Linked DNA regions of Mus musculus: region 2 is linked to region 1. Evidence: chromatin contacts called from public Hi-C data. All regions are on one chromosome and are shown on one strand. Each heading gives the region's core, a stretch centred on a gene start, on an enhancer-like site or on the middle of the called end of the contact. The rest is flanking DNA. Distances are from core to core; before and after follow the strand shown.

Evidence for each region. A called contact is a pair of places that touch in the nucleus more often than the background predicts.
Region 2: a Hi-C map of uterus shows a contact between it and region 1, with 2.4 times the contacts expected there. The contact joins two enhancer-like sites. A contact is called at or near these places in 7 of 484 Hi-C or Micro-C datasets (the N1E-115 cell line, adipose-derived mesenchymal stem cells, cortical neurons and 2 more).

Annotation. Positions count from the first base shown.
Region 1 is chr9:116,422,165-116,429,937 of GRCm38.p6, reverse strand. No RefSeq gene overlaps it. Among named protein-coding and RNA genes, the nearest start is that of Gm31559, 33 kb to the right of the region's middle. Within about 2 kb of position 4,692, at least 7 of the 459 cell types and tissues checked have an H3K27ac peak or open chromatin away from gene starts, as enhancers often do. A contact at or near this core is called in uterus, where this site is marked.
Region 2 is chr9:117,567,763-117,575,535 of GRCm38.p6, reverse strand. It overlaps a transcript of Rbms3 not described here. Among named protein-coding and RNA genes, the nearest start is that of Gm39450, 150 kb to the left of the region's middle. Within about 2 kb of position 4,170, at least 50 of the 459 cell types and tissues checked have an H3K27ac peak or open chromatin away from gene starts, as enhancers often do. A contact at or near this core is called in uterus, where this site is marked.

The DNA.
Region 1 (7,773 bases), core at 3,443-5,942:
AGAGCTGGATACCCTATGTCACGGTGATAACCTCCCGTCTTTTGAAAACTGTTTGCTTTATTTAACTGGGTAAAATAAGACCATTTCCATACCTGTATATAACATACTTTGAGCATGTCTACCTTGCATTCCTTCTAATGGCCCTCCTCTCTCCTCCCTTGTGTATACTCGTCTGTTTCTTCTTCCAGACAGCTCCGTTTCTGCTTTCACATCATTGACACACACAGTATCTCTTTGAAACTCCCATCTTGGGATCCAGAATTTATCTAGATGGCCATATACAGAAAGGAAATTAAACACATGGGGAGAAATGTTTGGCCTTCTCCTCACTAAATAGGGGGTTCTGAACTCGCCAGTGCCACCACCAGCACCAGGTGGCAGTGGCAGGACTTTGGTTGTGTGTACTTGGCCTATTAGACACATTCTTTTTCCTATTGTGGGGTCCCCTAACTGCCCAAGCTCGGAACAGCTGAAAATGGATGGTTTTCCTATTGCATGGAGTAGGAGAGAAAGGGGCAGTTGAGTCAGGGGAGGGCTAGAAGTTCTGCTTGCCAGAGAGCTGGGCGTTTTCTTTAGCTCAGCAGCAACCAAAGACAGAAAAGATATAAGGAGCCTGCTTCTGACATCACCCTCACCTCTGTTCAATTTCTGACCAGCCCTGGACTACTGACATCATTGAACCAGCAGGCCAATCAGCTAATGGCGCCAGAGGCATACGACTTATGGCAGAGCTGAGCCTTCAAGCGGACAGACTGATGACAGACACACAGTTTGTCATTCCTGTCTCTTTTTTTCTTTTGTTTTGTTTTAAATTCAGACATTTCTATACTATTTGCCCAAATCTGCCCAAACTTGAAGCTGAGACTGGATGCTACAAATAGCCTGGCACCCTCCACCCTTGAGCCAAGGCTAGCCATCCCCACAGCTCACCAAGTGACCACAGGAGAAAACTCAGCACTCGAACTCTTAGGATATGGATGCAGGCTTTCTGTGACACATCGTCGTTCACATTCTTGCCTGGTACTCCCTGGGAAAGAGGCAGGGAAAAACCATGAAACTGAATCACCCAGTGCAAACTCCCATCTTAGTTGGAAAGCTGTCTCCGTTCTCCTCGTAGGCAATATAAACATTTACAATACACACCTGTGCGATACTTTCCCGGAGTGCACAGAACCAGGGCAAAGGGAAGTGAGACTGCTCTGATTTTTCACTCCTCCATTCAGGAACAAAGGGAGAGATTCTCTGAGGGGCAGCAAAAGTAGGGGATCATATTGCAAGCGTCTGCCTTGCCAGGCTCCCCCATCTTTGAAGCTGGACAGACTCTCCTCTCGGGTTGCAGAGGCCCAGATGTCTGATTTTGAAAGGAGGCTTTGTGTTGCCATAATGAGGCTACACACTGTAGGCTTTTTATTTAACATGTGATGCAGTTCCCCATCAAATCACAGTAGATTTACCCAAAAGGGAATACATTAACAAGATGATCCATCGAAAGGGGCCAGGCTTTAGTGTAAGACACCCGAGCTTAGCACTTTAAAATATCATCTCCTTCTACAGTCTCAGGCCCTCCATCCTCCCACCCTACCCCCCACCGAGGCATGTGCACACACATAGGCACACATATACACTGACACCAACACAAATACCACCAAAAATAAGACCCTAGCAAGGAATCAGACAAATTTGAGGATGGGACTTGGTCCTACCATCTGCAGTGGTCTGAGTCACTTGCAGGGATGTGCTGGCTCCTTATAAGTTGTGACCTTGGACAACTAATTTCACCAGTATGAATCTCAGAGTTTATCAGCAGAAAACAAACTTCAAACTCTGGAGAGGTCAGAGGTGTAGCTCAGCAAGGACTTGCCCTACTGTGTGCAAGGATGGATTTCAGCTCTCCAACACCTCTCACAAGCAAACAAACCCAGTCCGGTCATCCAGATTGTAGTAAGAAATTGAAAAAAAAATCGATGATTTAACGCATTAGCTATTATTGATTAAAGTTTAGCAGATAATAAATTCTCTATTAGAGCATTCAATTTCTCTTTTCTCCTTTTTGGGGGGATTTGGGGTAGGAGTAGATTTTATGAACTGTGTGCAGCCAGTGGTGACCTTGAACTTGTGCCTCTCCCTCCAAGCACTGAATTGTGCACAACTGCCCAGTTTTCTATTGTTAAAGGATTCCCTAAATCGCTTTTTCTGGAAGGAAGATAATGACTGAAGAGCCACTCCCTCCTGGTCTTCAGCTGGCTCAGCCTTCTCGAGCAGCTGCGGAAGACATTCCCACCAAGAGCAATTTAGAAACCAGACCAAGTGAAGATGGTCTTTGTGCATCTGGACAAGTTGCAGTCTCTGAAGAAGTCCTTTCAGAAGTCAGGGCCACAGGAATGTGTAAAACTGCTCCCTCCTCTGTGACCAACAGGAAGAAACAGCATTGGCCTCCCTTCCCCCACTACAGCTCAGCCTATCCCTCCGTTCTTCTGTGGGCTGAAGCCTTAAACAGCCGCCTCTTCAAAGGCTGTTCTTGAACAAAGAAACTCTAGAGGAGTTCTCTGTAGTGTGACTTGTCCAGGAAGTAAAGGGTGTGTCGGAAGAAGGTGTTTCTCCAGCGGGAGAGATGATAGCTCTGTCAGGAAAGCATTTGCCTTGCAAGCAGGAGGACCCGAGTTCAATCTTCACACCCCACATAAAAATGGCTGTTCATGGTGGCACTCGCTCATAATCCCAGGGCTGACGAGGCATAGACAAGCAGATCTCTGAGCTAAGTTTGAGCCAGACCTCTAGGATTTAGGACCTACTACTCAACAGTCTTGGCATTGCCCATTGCTGGATCTTGGTTTCTCCTTTTACAACAACGGCAGCTTGCTTGCGTTCAACTATAGTTAAGAATACTATCAAATAGGACCGTTCGTCTCTGATTACGAACCGCAGTTCTGCAGGCTGGTGAAGTGGCTCACCAGATACAATACTTGCTTAACATATCAGAAGCCCTGGATTTGAGCTCCAGAACCACTTAGAACCCGGCACGGTGTTGCATGCCTTTAATCCTAGCACTTGGGAACTGGGGTCTGGAGGATCGGGCATATACGGTTATTCTGGGCTGGGTAGCAAGTTCAAGCTCAGCACTGCAGATCTGGCCGGTGAACAGTGAGACTCAAATGGTTGCAACGTCTGTAACATCCTTCCTGGTTTTCATCACGACATCTGTAAATCATGCTATATAATCCCAGGCTGGAACGTTGACTTTTAGTTCTACGCGTTGCCCCTTTCCTATATATTTAAACAGCTGTAAGTGTCAAACTTTTCGGGTAGTCCTTTCTCTAGCACAGGACTCTGGGCAAGCAGTAAGAAGTGCTATAAATCCTTGGGGTTTATATTTATTGGAAGCCTTTTAGGCTATTCCAGGAGACCCTGTGATTTCCTGTGGAGGACAGGTGGATTTTCTGTTTCTATACAAAACCAGAGGCGCCTCGTAATTACGTTGACACGGACCTGCAGCGCCACCTGTTGGCCGATGTCTTGACAATCACCACTCGGCACAAAATTATCAGGGGAATAAAATTTTTATTTCCAAAGAAGCAGCCAAAGTGGGAAGATGCTGGAAGGCCACAGTTAAATGTCTCTTTCTTGTACCGGAGAAAGAGACTCTTGCCTCTCTGAAATTTTTGGAGCTTCTTAATTCTAGTTGGGCAAGAAGCAACAGTTGTCTACTTAAATGATAGGGTGATCTTACCGGGGCTATTTAAACATTTAAAGTTTACATATTTCAATTTATAGCATTTTAGAAGTAGAGATGAAAGTAAGGATCCGTTTCTGTTGATTTTTAAGCAGTTGTTCTGATGCTGTCCTTGCTGGCTTTTCTGCTGTTGTCAAAAACACCGGGACCGGAAACAATCTGGGGATGAAATGGTTTATTTCATCTTCTGCTTTCAGTCTTTGTCTGTCACTGAGGGAAGTCAAGGCAGGAGCTAGAGGCAGGAACTGAAGCAGAGACCATGGAGGAGCGCTCCCTGGCAGGCCTCCCCTATGCTTAGCTATCTTTCTTATACAGGCCAGGTCTACCTGCCTAGGAGTCCTGTACCCACGCTCAGCTGGGACCGCTTGCATCAAGTACTAAGTGATTTTGTTGTTGTTGTTTTGTTTTGTTTTTGTTTTTGATTTTCGAGACAGAGTTTCTCTGTGTAGCTCTGGCTGTCCTGGAACTCACTTTGTAGACCAGGCTGACCTTGAACTCAGAAATCCGCCTGCCTCTGCCTCCCAAGTGCTGGGATTAAAGGCGTGTGCCACCACAAGTACTAAGTGATAAAAGGCGCTGTAGACAGACTCACGTGATGGAAGAAATTCCCCAGTCGAGATTCTCTCTTCCCAGACACATCTATGTCTAGCTTTATGTGGCGCTGTGTGACCTATGCTCACAAATGCTGTCAAAGACCACAGTTTTGCTGGCCCTTCCTCTCCTGTCACAGAAGTTTGTTCGTTTCTCCTCTGCTGAGCTTCTTGTTTCGGGTTTGGATTTTTTAGGTTTTGGTTTTGCTTTTTTGTTTCTAGGTTTTTGTTGTTGTTGTTGTTGCTTTTGTTGTTTTGCTTTTTGTTTGTTTTGTGTTTTGGTCATGTGGAAACATTCTCTTGAGAACTGTGATTCGGGAAGAGCTCTGACTCATGCCTGGGAGTCTCTAAAGAGGCAAATTGCTCACTTGGAAGAACAAGGAGCCAATGAGGACCTGCCTCTCAGGCCGCCTCTCGGCTGCTTCTCTACCCTGGCCTCATCCTTTACAAAGGGATATAAAGTTAATTCAGATGAGCTCTGAGAAGACAGTCAATGGCCGTTCTCCTCAGTGATGAGAGCGCAGGGGTCTGAGCGCCCATAAAGACCATAGACAGAAGTCAGGGAACGCGCAGGGATGGTTCCACTGATTAATGAGAGTCCCAAATTCAAAGACAGACATATGCTTCTCCTTTAAAAAATGATAAATGAACATTCAAGGCCACCTTGGATTATACAAACAATTAAACAAACTCCAAACTGCAAGAAGGAGTTGATACTGTGAGTGTACAGAGACTCTCCAGTCTGCCTCCCCATTCTATCTGTGCCTACCTAGAAGGTTCCTCAGGGATGTGTGGTCCTCCCTCCCTCCCTTCCCTCCCTCCCTGCCTCCTTCCCTCCATCCCTCCCTCCCTCCCTCTCCTTCAGCACAACCCCCCCCCTCACTTCCCCATTATCTCAGCACATTGCATTTGCAAGTGGCCCCTACTCACTTGCTTCCTTGAGAATCCAGTTTTGTATACGGCCACTGGCATTTTAGAAATACAGATCCTGTCATTTCTCTGCTTAAAGCCACCAAGAAGGAACAAAACTCAACCTTCTTAGCACAGCATATCAAACTTTCCAGTTTGGCTCAGATTTCCTGCCCAGGTTTCTCTTCTGGCTCTGGCTCCACCACTCCAGGGCTAGGCGCTCTCTGACACGCACTGGTTGTCTTTGAGCGCTCTGTCTATATTTAAAGTCTGTTTCTGCAGCTGGCTGTGTCCTCCACTCCCATCTCTGGGTAAATTCTCCTTGACCCTTCAAGGTGCATTCCCGCTATCTCTGCTCCTCAGGAGCCTTCCCCAGAGCTAGCCTACAGGATGTGATTGCCCCTTGTTATCGCCTGTACATATTATACCATGAAATTCATTGTGTTATACCACTGGCTGATGAATCTTCCTCAATAGATCATGGGCTCTCTAACGTAAAAATCTCTGATAGATCCTGCTAAGGGCTTTAATTATCATGCGTTGTTCTAGAATAGTCACTGAAAATTAAACAAGAAACTGTCACTGTGCTAAAGACTAGAGATGCAAAAATTAGCCACAAAATGATTCCCACGGTCCCGTCAATCAAGGTCTAAAATGCTTGCGAACAGAGATGTGTGCTGTGTGTTCTACAAAGGCTAAATCCCACTGCAGTGCAGCAACTTCGACTGGAGAGGAACAGAATCAGCAATGAAATGCTGTATGGAATATGTGATACTTTAGGTTTCTTTCCACGTAATTATTTTATTTTATTAACACATGGTCTCAAGTAGCCCAGGCAGGCCCTGGGCTCACTATATAACTGAGGGTGGCCTTGAACTCCTGATCCTCCTGCTTCCATCTTCCAAGGGCTGGGATTATAGAACTACGTTATCCCAATGACTCAACATCTTAGTGTTTACTTAAATATATAACAGCTGTATACGTCTTTACCATCTTAAATTATGGAGTGTTTTAAATTGTATTTATCTGGTGAGGAGACACGCATGTGGAGATCCGAAGGCAATTGCTGGTTGGTTGTTTCCTTCTTCTGGGTGAGCTCCAGGGATGGAATCCAGGCCCCCAGACTGCTCTGCAAGCTCCCTTACACGCTGAGCCTCGCAGGCTCCTTTTGTTGTGTTTCTGCACTTGACGACAGGGCCTGACACTTTGCATATGCTAGTATTCTGCAAGCATGGGATGGTAATGCAGTGTTTGCAGAATGAGCAAGTGTACGGACGGATGAGTGGATGAGCTCCTAAAATGATGGGCAGGTGGATCTACTCTCAGGGAATGCCCACAGTGCTTGCATGCGGAGCTTGGGCCTGGGAGAGGGGTGCCGTTCATTGATTCCTAAAAGCCGTAACTCTCTTCTGAGCTTTCCCACATCCCGCCAAGGCATAAACACTGGAAACTATTTCTTGTCGGCGTGATCTAATTAGACTCTTCCCGTTAGAGGCACTTCCGTGACCTTTAACTCCAGGTGGAAACGAAAGGCTATTGTCTTCTGGTGGCAGGGCTGCATGTCCCCTCCAACGCCCTACAAGGAGTTTCTCAGGTTGGTGTCACAGGTTATGCAGGCACCTGCAGATGGCTTTGCTGCGACTCCTCCGATTTGGGATATCTCAAAACTTCTGTCAACCTTTATTTCTACAACTTCCTAATAATTCCTTTTACCCTATAAATTCCTTCCTATCCATAAAACCTAGGATGAACTCCAAGAGATATGGATTCTTGGTTGGAAATTAAAAGGAGCCAGTTAGTAATCCCATTAAACATTCAATTTAATCATTTTTTATAAGAACATATATTAAAGTATATAATGCTTAAATGCAAACACTCAACTTGTAGGAAGTGAATATGTTCAAAGTACATTGTATGCATGTATGAAATTCTCAAATAACTAATTAAAGGACACACACACACACACAGTAAAATCATAATGAAAACAGAACCAACTAATAGAGAAAACCTAAAATATTAGATTTTCACAAAACTAGTGACCAAACTTTTAAACCTCGGCTGAGAATAGCTGACAAAATTACAAGGAGAAACTAATGAGTTCCCAGTTTTCCATGGGGAATGCAAAGATACTCCCCTAATAAGTGATAAGACAGGGAAAAGTGCAAGCAGCAGACATTCGAAAAGCCATGGCACAGAATTCGCTTAGTGCCAAGTACACATTAAGTATTTACCATAACATGCTATACTCCGGGCTCAGTAAATGAAAACGGCCTCAGTAAATTCAGAACAGACCCAGTCATATGCAGTATGCCCACCAATTAAGCCTAATTGAATTACAAATTAATAATACAAAGATTCTGGGAACGCCTCAACTATTTTAAAATGAAACAGAAAATTTCCAAACTGATCAAGTCAAAAAAAATCACAAGGGGAGCTAAAAATATTTTGTATTGAGTCAAATAAAAACAAAACAGCCCCAGATTTGGAGGATGCAATCAAGATGGTGCTAGGAAGACATTTATTGGGCCCTGTGGCCGTATCTGC
Region 2 (7,773 bases), core at 2,921-5,420, 1.1 Mb before region 1:
GTGTGTGTGTGTGTGTGTGTGAGTGTGAACAAACAGTGGTCAGAGATCAACATCTCTGTCTTTGTTGATCCCCTTACACCTTAGATTTTGAGACATAGGTTCTCATTTAATCTTGAATTCACTTATTCTGGTAAACTTGCTGGCCAGCAAGCACCAGGAATGCTCCTGTGTTTTTCTCCTCAGCCTTAAGATTTCAACTGTGTGCTGCCTTATCTGGCTCTGTAATGGGTGCTGAGGATCTGAACTCGGGTCTTAATGCTTGCACAACATGCCCTTCACTGACTGAGCTATCTCCCCAGACCCTCAAGTCCTGCTCCTTTAGCTGTAGCTTGTCTTTCTAGGATGCTGCCATGCTGCCACCTGGACAAATACCATTCAACAGGCCAGGCAGAGAACCTTAGCTCTAAAGGAATGTAAAAGTAACAAGTTAATTGTCTTTCTTAAAACTCCCGACGTCTGAGGCTCACAGCAAGACACACATTCACTTCATGACTACCTGAAGCATCTTTCTGTAGGCCAATGATTAGGGAGAAGATCCTGGGAGTTGATATTCCAATGTGTAAGGATGTATGTAAGTTTCTATCTGGTTGCTACAATGAGATACCAGATGATGTTAAGGCTTTGTTTTGGCTTCTGATTTCAGGAGACACAGCCCATATATAGCAGGGAAGTCATGGCAGCATGAACGTGAAGCAACTGGTCACAGTTGCATCCACAATTAGGAAGCAGAGAGATATGAAAGCCTGTGCTCAACTAGTTTTCCGCTTTTAATTCACTCCAGAACTCCGCCCACAGTGGGTAGGAATGTCTGCCCACACTTGGGATGAGTCTTCCCACCTCAGTTAATCCAATGTGGATAATCCTTTGCAGACATGCCCAGGGGCTTGTCTTTTCAGTGTATCTGGATCCTGTCAGGTTGACAGTCAGTGTTAACCATCAAAGAAGGGATGCCACAAGCAGACATTGACTTTTATACCCCAGACATGCTGAGATGTGACAGCACATCACAGGTAGGATACAGCAGTCACCCTGATACAGCCATGGTGGTGGTGACATAGTCTTACCAGTCCAATAACTTCTCTAAAGTTGAGTATAAAAACCATCTTACCCCTCTAGGGTCTTCTTGCTTCTACCAGGCAACTAGATACAATACTTTATGTGGGCCACAGTGATACCATAAACCCTACTGAGCAAAATTGGAACTGCTATATCACTTGTAATGCTATTTGAGAGGACAAAGGGTGAGGGGGCTGTTCAATGGCTGGTCATGATATCTAGTCAGGGCTGTTCTGCTCATTAGCTGTGCTCATGTTCATCAGTAGTTTAGTCACTGGAGACTAACCCACATTTAACAAAGACTCGGCTTGCACTAAGGGTAATAGGAAAAGAGGAAATAAAAACCTTCTAAGCAAATAGCAGAAGCTCTCCCAGGATAGTATGAAAGAGGATGTCCATTTCAACCTAAAAAGGTGATGTGAATTACCTATCTGAAAAACAATAAAGGGATTGTAATGGTCCCATTCACTTTCACATACCTGTGGAAGTGTCTGTACAAATCAGGAACTGTGTTATAGACTGAGGTTAGATAGGAAATGAAATGGAGGATAGCTGTTTTTAAGGACTTCATCAGAGTAAAGAAGTCAATTGACATAAAGCCACCTGGACACAGTAAGAGAAGCGTATACATTACTAGTAGGGAGGGAAATTGTCATTGGAAAGGAGGATTAATCATGGGACATTATGTGGATGGGGTCTTGGTTGTAGGCAACCAGCATTAACTGTGGGTGATTTCAGAAGAGGTTGGACATCCTTAAATGACATTAGTTGACATATTGAACAGTCCAGAATGGTGACAGAAGACATGGCTACATGAGGAAACTGAAGAGTGCAAATCAAACCTTACTAACGGATCTAGTCTACTGAGGATGCCTTTGTGTTGTAGGTAGTGTTATCTACTTGACAGAATGCAGAATCGCCTGGACATGGCCACACCTATGTGGGTATCTTTATTACCTTAATTGAGGTAGATAGATTATCTTTATTGTGGGGAAGGCTATTCTCTGGGCAGAATATCCTGGAGTGTATGAAATAAAGTGGATCAAGTACATGCAAGAATATATCCCTCTCTGCTTCTTGTCAGAGATGCAATGTGGCCAGCTCTATGAAGCACCTGCTGCTCCAATTTCCCCATTGTGATGACCTTTAGCCTGGAGCTCTCAGTTAGAGCTCTTTGTCCTTTAAGTTGCTTCTGTCTGAGAATGTTATCACAGCATTGGAAAAATAACTAAGAGGCCATGGAATGTCAGGATACCATCTAGAACCTTCAATACCGCTGATAGTGAATGCCAGACAGGATTGGATAAAATGATGGTCACACACTTTGCTCCTAGTTGCACAACATGTCTTCTGCAGGGACTAGAGTCAGAACAAGTTCTGCATTCCACTAATATTGGTAAAATGAGGACTTGTGTGAATATAGGAAGAGAGTATTGAAAGTGAGCAGCAAAGAAGGGAGGTCAGATCTCATTTCTGTTGACTTTCCTGCTCTTTCTGGTAATTGCTTGTTATCCTCTACACTTACAGAGGACTGTATGCAAAACTACTGTTACATTCTACAGTCCCTGATCAAGAGAAAATGCTTGTACCCAGAGATCTGTCTATAAAGTGTGTGTGAACAACATTTCTTTCCTCACCTAAGGCAAACAGTTGCATAAGTCTTGACTCCTGGGAAGAATGTGGGCCAAAGGACAAACAACTAGGTCCAGGCTCCTTTTGTCCTGTTATCTACTTAGGTTGGAATAATTACTTCCCTTCTTTTCTCACCAATTCAGTTAACATGCACCAGCTCAAGGAAATTACATTTGCTCACGTAGATGTGCAAACAAGCAGAATGACAAGGACTTCTCTCACAGCTACATAGATAGAAATTGCATTGGGGAAAAGACAGTTTCTGAACTCAGTTGAGTCCTCCATAGATTAAAACAGAGATCTCTTGAACAGTGGCTCCCTTGCTGCCTTACCTCTACTCATGGTAAAGTGCTTATTGTCATAGTCAAATACTCTTGTGGAAGTGAAGAAAAGCACACAGATTTAGAATACTACCCTTTATTCACAACAGTAAGGAGTCCTTTCTGATCAAAGAAGGAGCTAAGGGCCTCCCACGTGTACACCAAGAGTGTCTAAGGGTAGATATCAGTTGGGAGACGGCTTGCCTCATATGCACAAAGCCCTGAGTTTGCTCTCCATCACAGCAGGTGGTGCATGTGATCCCAGTTTTCCAGAGGTGAACGGGGGAAGACTAGAAGTTCAGGGTTATCCTCAATGCATAGCAGGTTCAAGACCAGCCTGGAATAGATACAGAAGACCAAAACAAAACAAAACCAGCAAAAAGAATCCACCAAGAGTCTCCTACTGGTGTCTTGACATGGCTCCTCCTTCTCTGAGCAGGTTCTGCCTGCCTTTATTAAGTGCCTTTTGTTTAGATTCCTGGTCTTGTCTTCCTTCTGTCCTAGCATCTAATTCATTTTTTGGTTTACTCATTATGGTTAATGGTTAGTAATGTTCCTAAGGGCAAAGAATGTTTATTCTCGCTAGACCAGTGGTTCTCAACCTAAATTGGTCCTAGTGCTATGACCCTTTAATAAATTTCCTCATGTTGTGGTGATCCCTAATCATAAAATTATTTCATTGCTTATTCATAACTGTAACTTTGCTACTGTGGTGAATAAATAAATATCTGATATGCAGGATTTATGACATGTGACCTCTGTGAAAGGGTCATTTGACCTCCAAAGGCGTCACAATCCAGAGGTTGACACCCCCTGCTCTAGAGCTGTTTGGTTCTTAATGCAGTGCAGTTTTTAGTTAAGTCATTGTTGAGTGCATGACTAAGTAGGTACTGGAACACTGACTGGATGAAAGATGTGAATGTAGTCTCCACTGAATCATGGAATCTTAAGAGATCTTGATCTAATGCAGTAGATAGATGTCCGTGAAATACACATTTTAAGTACTTACAGTGAGGCTGGTAGTGTGTTAGGAATGGATGATAGATCTCTGGATGTAGCTGAATACATTTCTAGGAAAAGACAGTTCTCAGGATATAGGTCAAGCTCCAAAGTGCATTTCAGCAGCAAGGGAGATGACTCAGCAGGTAAGAATGCTTGTTGCACAAGCACAAGGAAATGAGTTCATGCCTGGAACACATCTAAAGAGCAAGCATATCGCCCTGCCCCTGCTTATACCCTTAGTTCTGTGGAGGTTGAGACAGACGGATCACTGTGGCTTGTGGCTTTTAGCTGAGCTCCAGAGTCAGCGAAAGACCTTCTCTCAGTTGGATCAGGCAAAGAGCGATAGAAAAAGGGTACCCAATAGTGGTCCATGGCTTCCTTGGATGCGTAGAATTCGAACTCACAGACTTGAGAGCATACAGCACATATGCACACTAAATAAGTTAGTTTCTGTGGGGTGAATTTGTAGAGATGGCCAGCAAAACTACTTTTTAAAATGCTTTTATGTTTTCATTTAAAAGCATGTCTGGCTAGAAATACACAATGGCTTGTTTCTCTCAAGCCATCCATCTGTATATGAAAATTATGCATGTTTAGTTGAGGATATAGTAGAAGACAATATCCTAGGACATGCTAGAATAAAGGACACCGAGGGGAAAACATCACAAGGAAAGGAAAAAGTTGTCAGGGTTTCCACAGGTTCCACAAAGCTGAACAACCAAGTAGCACCTAAAAAGGAGAACATACATTGTGGGTTTGGAAAAGACAACGCTGCGTGTGTTTATACTGTGCAAAGTAAGATGAGGAGGGAGAATAGAGAGAGACCTATTCTTGGCAGTGCATTGGCTAAGAGCATGGGAAAAATTCCTTGTGGAAAGCTGAAGCAAAACAGATGGGCTATTAGATTATCAGTACATGGCCCTAAACCAAGGAAAAGACCCTATCTTGGAAGAATTTACATTGAAGGCCTGGTGGGAGGGCTCAGGATATGAGCACACAAATCTAAGATTGAGCCGCAGAGTGCACATAAAATCCCCAGTGTGGCGGTATGTGCTTATAATCTCAGGATGCAGAAGTGGAGATGGGCGGATCCCGAGTCCTCTGAGCCTGTAGGCCTAGCTAAGTCAACAAGCTCTATATACTACTAAGAGACTATGGCTCAGAAAACAGGGTGGAAAGTTCTTGAGGACTGATAGCTGTGGATGACCTCAGACTTACACATGTGAACACCCACCCACAAGCATAGCCTCCATGAGTACAAAAACATGTGCACACGCACACCTACAGAAAAGATTTTAGTGAATGCAATTTGGTTTTCAGGGAGTTGAGAGAAACAGGTTCTCATCACATAATTCAATACATTACTAGTGTCTTCCCTTGTTTGCTGGTGTAAGCAGCTATTTATAAAATGTTCTTTTTAAGTAATAAGTAAAATTCAGTCTTATGAGGTAGCAAAAATGGTGTTATTCTTATTGCAAAAATTATGTGTAAGGATGGGTATAATTTAGATCAGAAAATGATTCATACATAAATGTTAAAATATAGAATTATTTACAGCAGTATAATTTTGCAAAATTTGAAAAGTTCAATATTAGGAAGATGATGTTATTTAAATGATCAAAGAGTTGCTAATGACATAGAAAAATATGGCATGGTTCTAAGGAGAACCATGTAAGGGGTTATACACTGACACTCTGAAGTTTTGGCACTGTAGAGTTGTGTCCACCTGACACTGTAAAGTGCTGTATACCTCATACTGTAGAGTTGTGTCCACCTGACACTGTAGAGTGGTAAACACCTGTCACTGTAGACTAGTATACACCTGACACTATAGAGTGGTGAACACCTGACACTGTAGACTAGTATACACCTGACACTATAGAGTGGTGAACACCTGACACTGTAGAGTGGTGAACACCTGACACTGTAGAGTGGTGAACACCTGACACTGTAGACTAGTATACACCTGACACTATAGAGTGGTGTACACATGACACTGTAGAGTGGTGAACACCTGACACTGTAGAGTGTTATATTTCTGACACCAATTTCTAGGTTAAATTTGAGCCATGGACAATTTATGAATTCATAAAAAAGGGGAATCTAAATCCAGCACGGCAGTGCGTTCATGCAACCGTGGCACCATGGAGGTAGAGTCAGGAGGATCTGGAATTCAGAAGTTCATAGACACCATCAGCCTCATAATGACTTCAAGCCTTGCTTGATCTCTCTCTCTCTCTCTCTCTCTCTCTCTCTCTCTCTCTCTGTATGTGTGTGTGTGTGTGTGTGTGTGTGTGTGTGTATGTGTATGTGTAAAGAGAGGGAGACAGAGACAGACTATCACTCAAGGGTGTTGTCATACAGAGGTGTTAGATTCAGTTTTGGGCAGTATGCTAGATTTCTACATGAATTAACAAAAATAATAAATGCAAGGTCTTTTAATTTTGAGCAAGGCATTCTGTAGTGTTCGTTGATTTCAAGCTGGCAGGTGGAGAGCTACAGCTAAGGGTGTGGGTTCTGGGCTGCTCAGGGACTTGGCTTTGGACTGAAGATGGATGCAAATTCCTGAGTACTGAGGTTTGGCATTCATTAGGAAGATGCTTGAGGCTGGCTGGCAGAAACAGGCAGAGGTACAGGGCTGCATTTTACAGGACTGTGTTTATACTTGAGGACAGGAGAATTCCTATTTGCATATGAGCGGATTATCATGTATCTTATAAAGTGAGCCTCCTGGCAGGGAGCAGAATAACCTAGTTCTTATGCCCTTGGTATCTTGCAGGGTAGGATTACTAATGTTTCATGTCAAGTCAATAGGGCTGAGTCTCCTCTAAGAACCCCTCCTTCAGTTCACAGCTGATTGGGTGTACTGAGTCCGTGTTTCATTGAGATGACATGACTACAGTCAGCTGTTTACAGTGAACGGACTCCCTCATGGTACTATATGTGTCTGGGTCATGGGGAAACCATTTTAGGCACACCTTGGTAATCTTTACTGTCTGAAAGGACCTGTATTAAGGAAATGAATAGGTTGACTTTGAATTGTTTTAGCACGTGGTAGAGATGTGACCAAGTTGGGACATTTAGTTTAGCACAGATAGCTATTATAACTGTTACTGCTGTGTAAAGTAGGAGCAGAAAACCCTGTGGAGGAATGAATTTCTGCCACTTGTTGTGTGTTATGGAATGTTCTGTGTGTAAAGATGTTTTAGCGTGTGTGTGTGTTGTGTGTATGTATTTTGTGTATGTGTATGTGTATGCATGTATGTGTATGATATATGTATATGTATGCATGTGTGTGTGTATATATGTATGTATGTATGTATAAATGTCTCACATTTAGATGTTTTCATCTATCTCATCAGGCTCAATCTGGTGAGGTGCCATGATCCTTTAAACTATGAAGATGGCTTTCCCTGCATCCTTCCCGTTTGTAGTTGTCACATCTCTATTGCTGTGGTAGAACAACATGATAAAGGGAACTTAATGAAGGAGGACTTTAGCTGGGTTTCAGTGGTGGCACACACCTTTAATTCCAGCCCTAAGGGGTCTAAGGCAGCCAGATCTCAGAGCTTGAGGTCTACAGATCAAGTTCCAGGACAGTCAGGGCTACACATAGAAACCCTGTCTCAAAAACAAAACAAAACAAAACAAAACAAAACAAAACAAAAGGCAAATGCAAAAACGGAAGAGTTTATGATTCCAGACAGTGAGTCCATACTGGTGCAGCAGAGACAGCAGCTGACAGGCATGGTGGCTGGAGCAG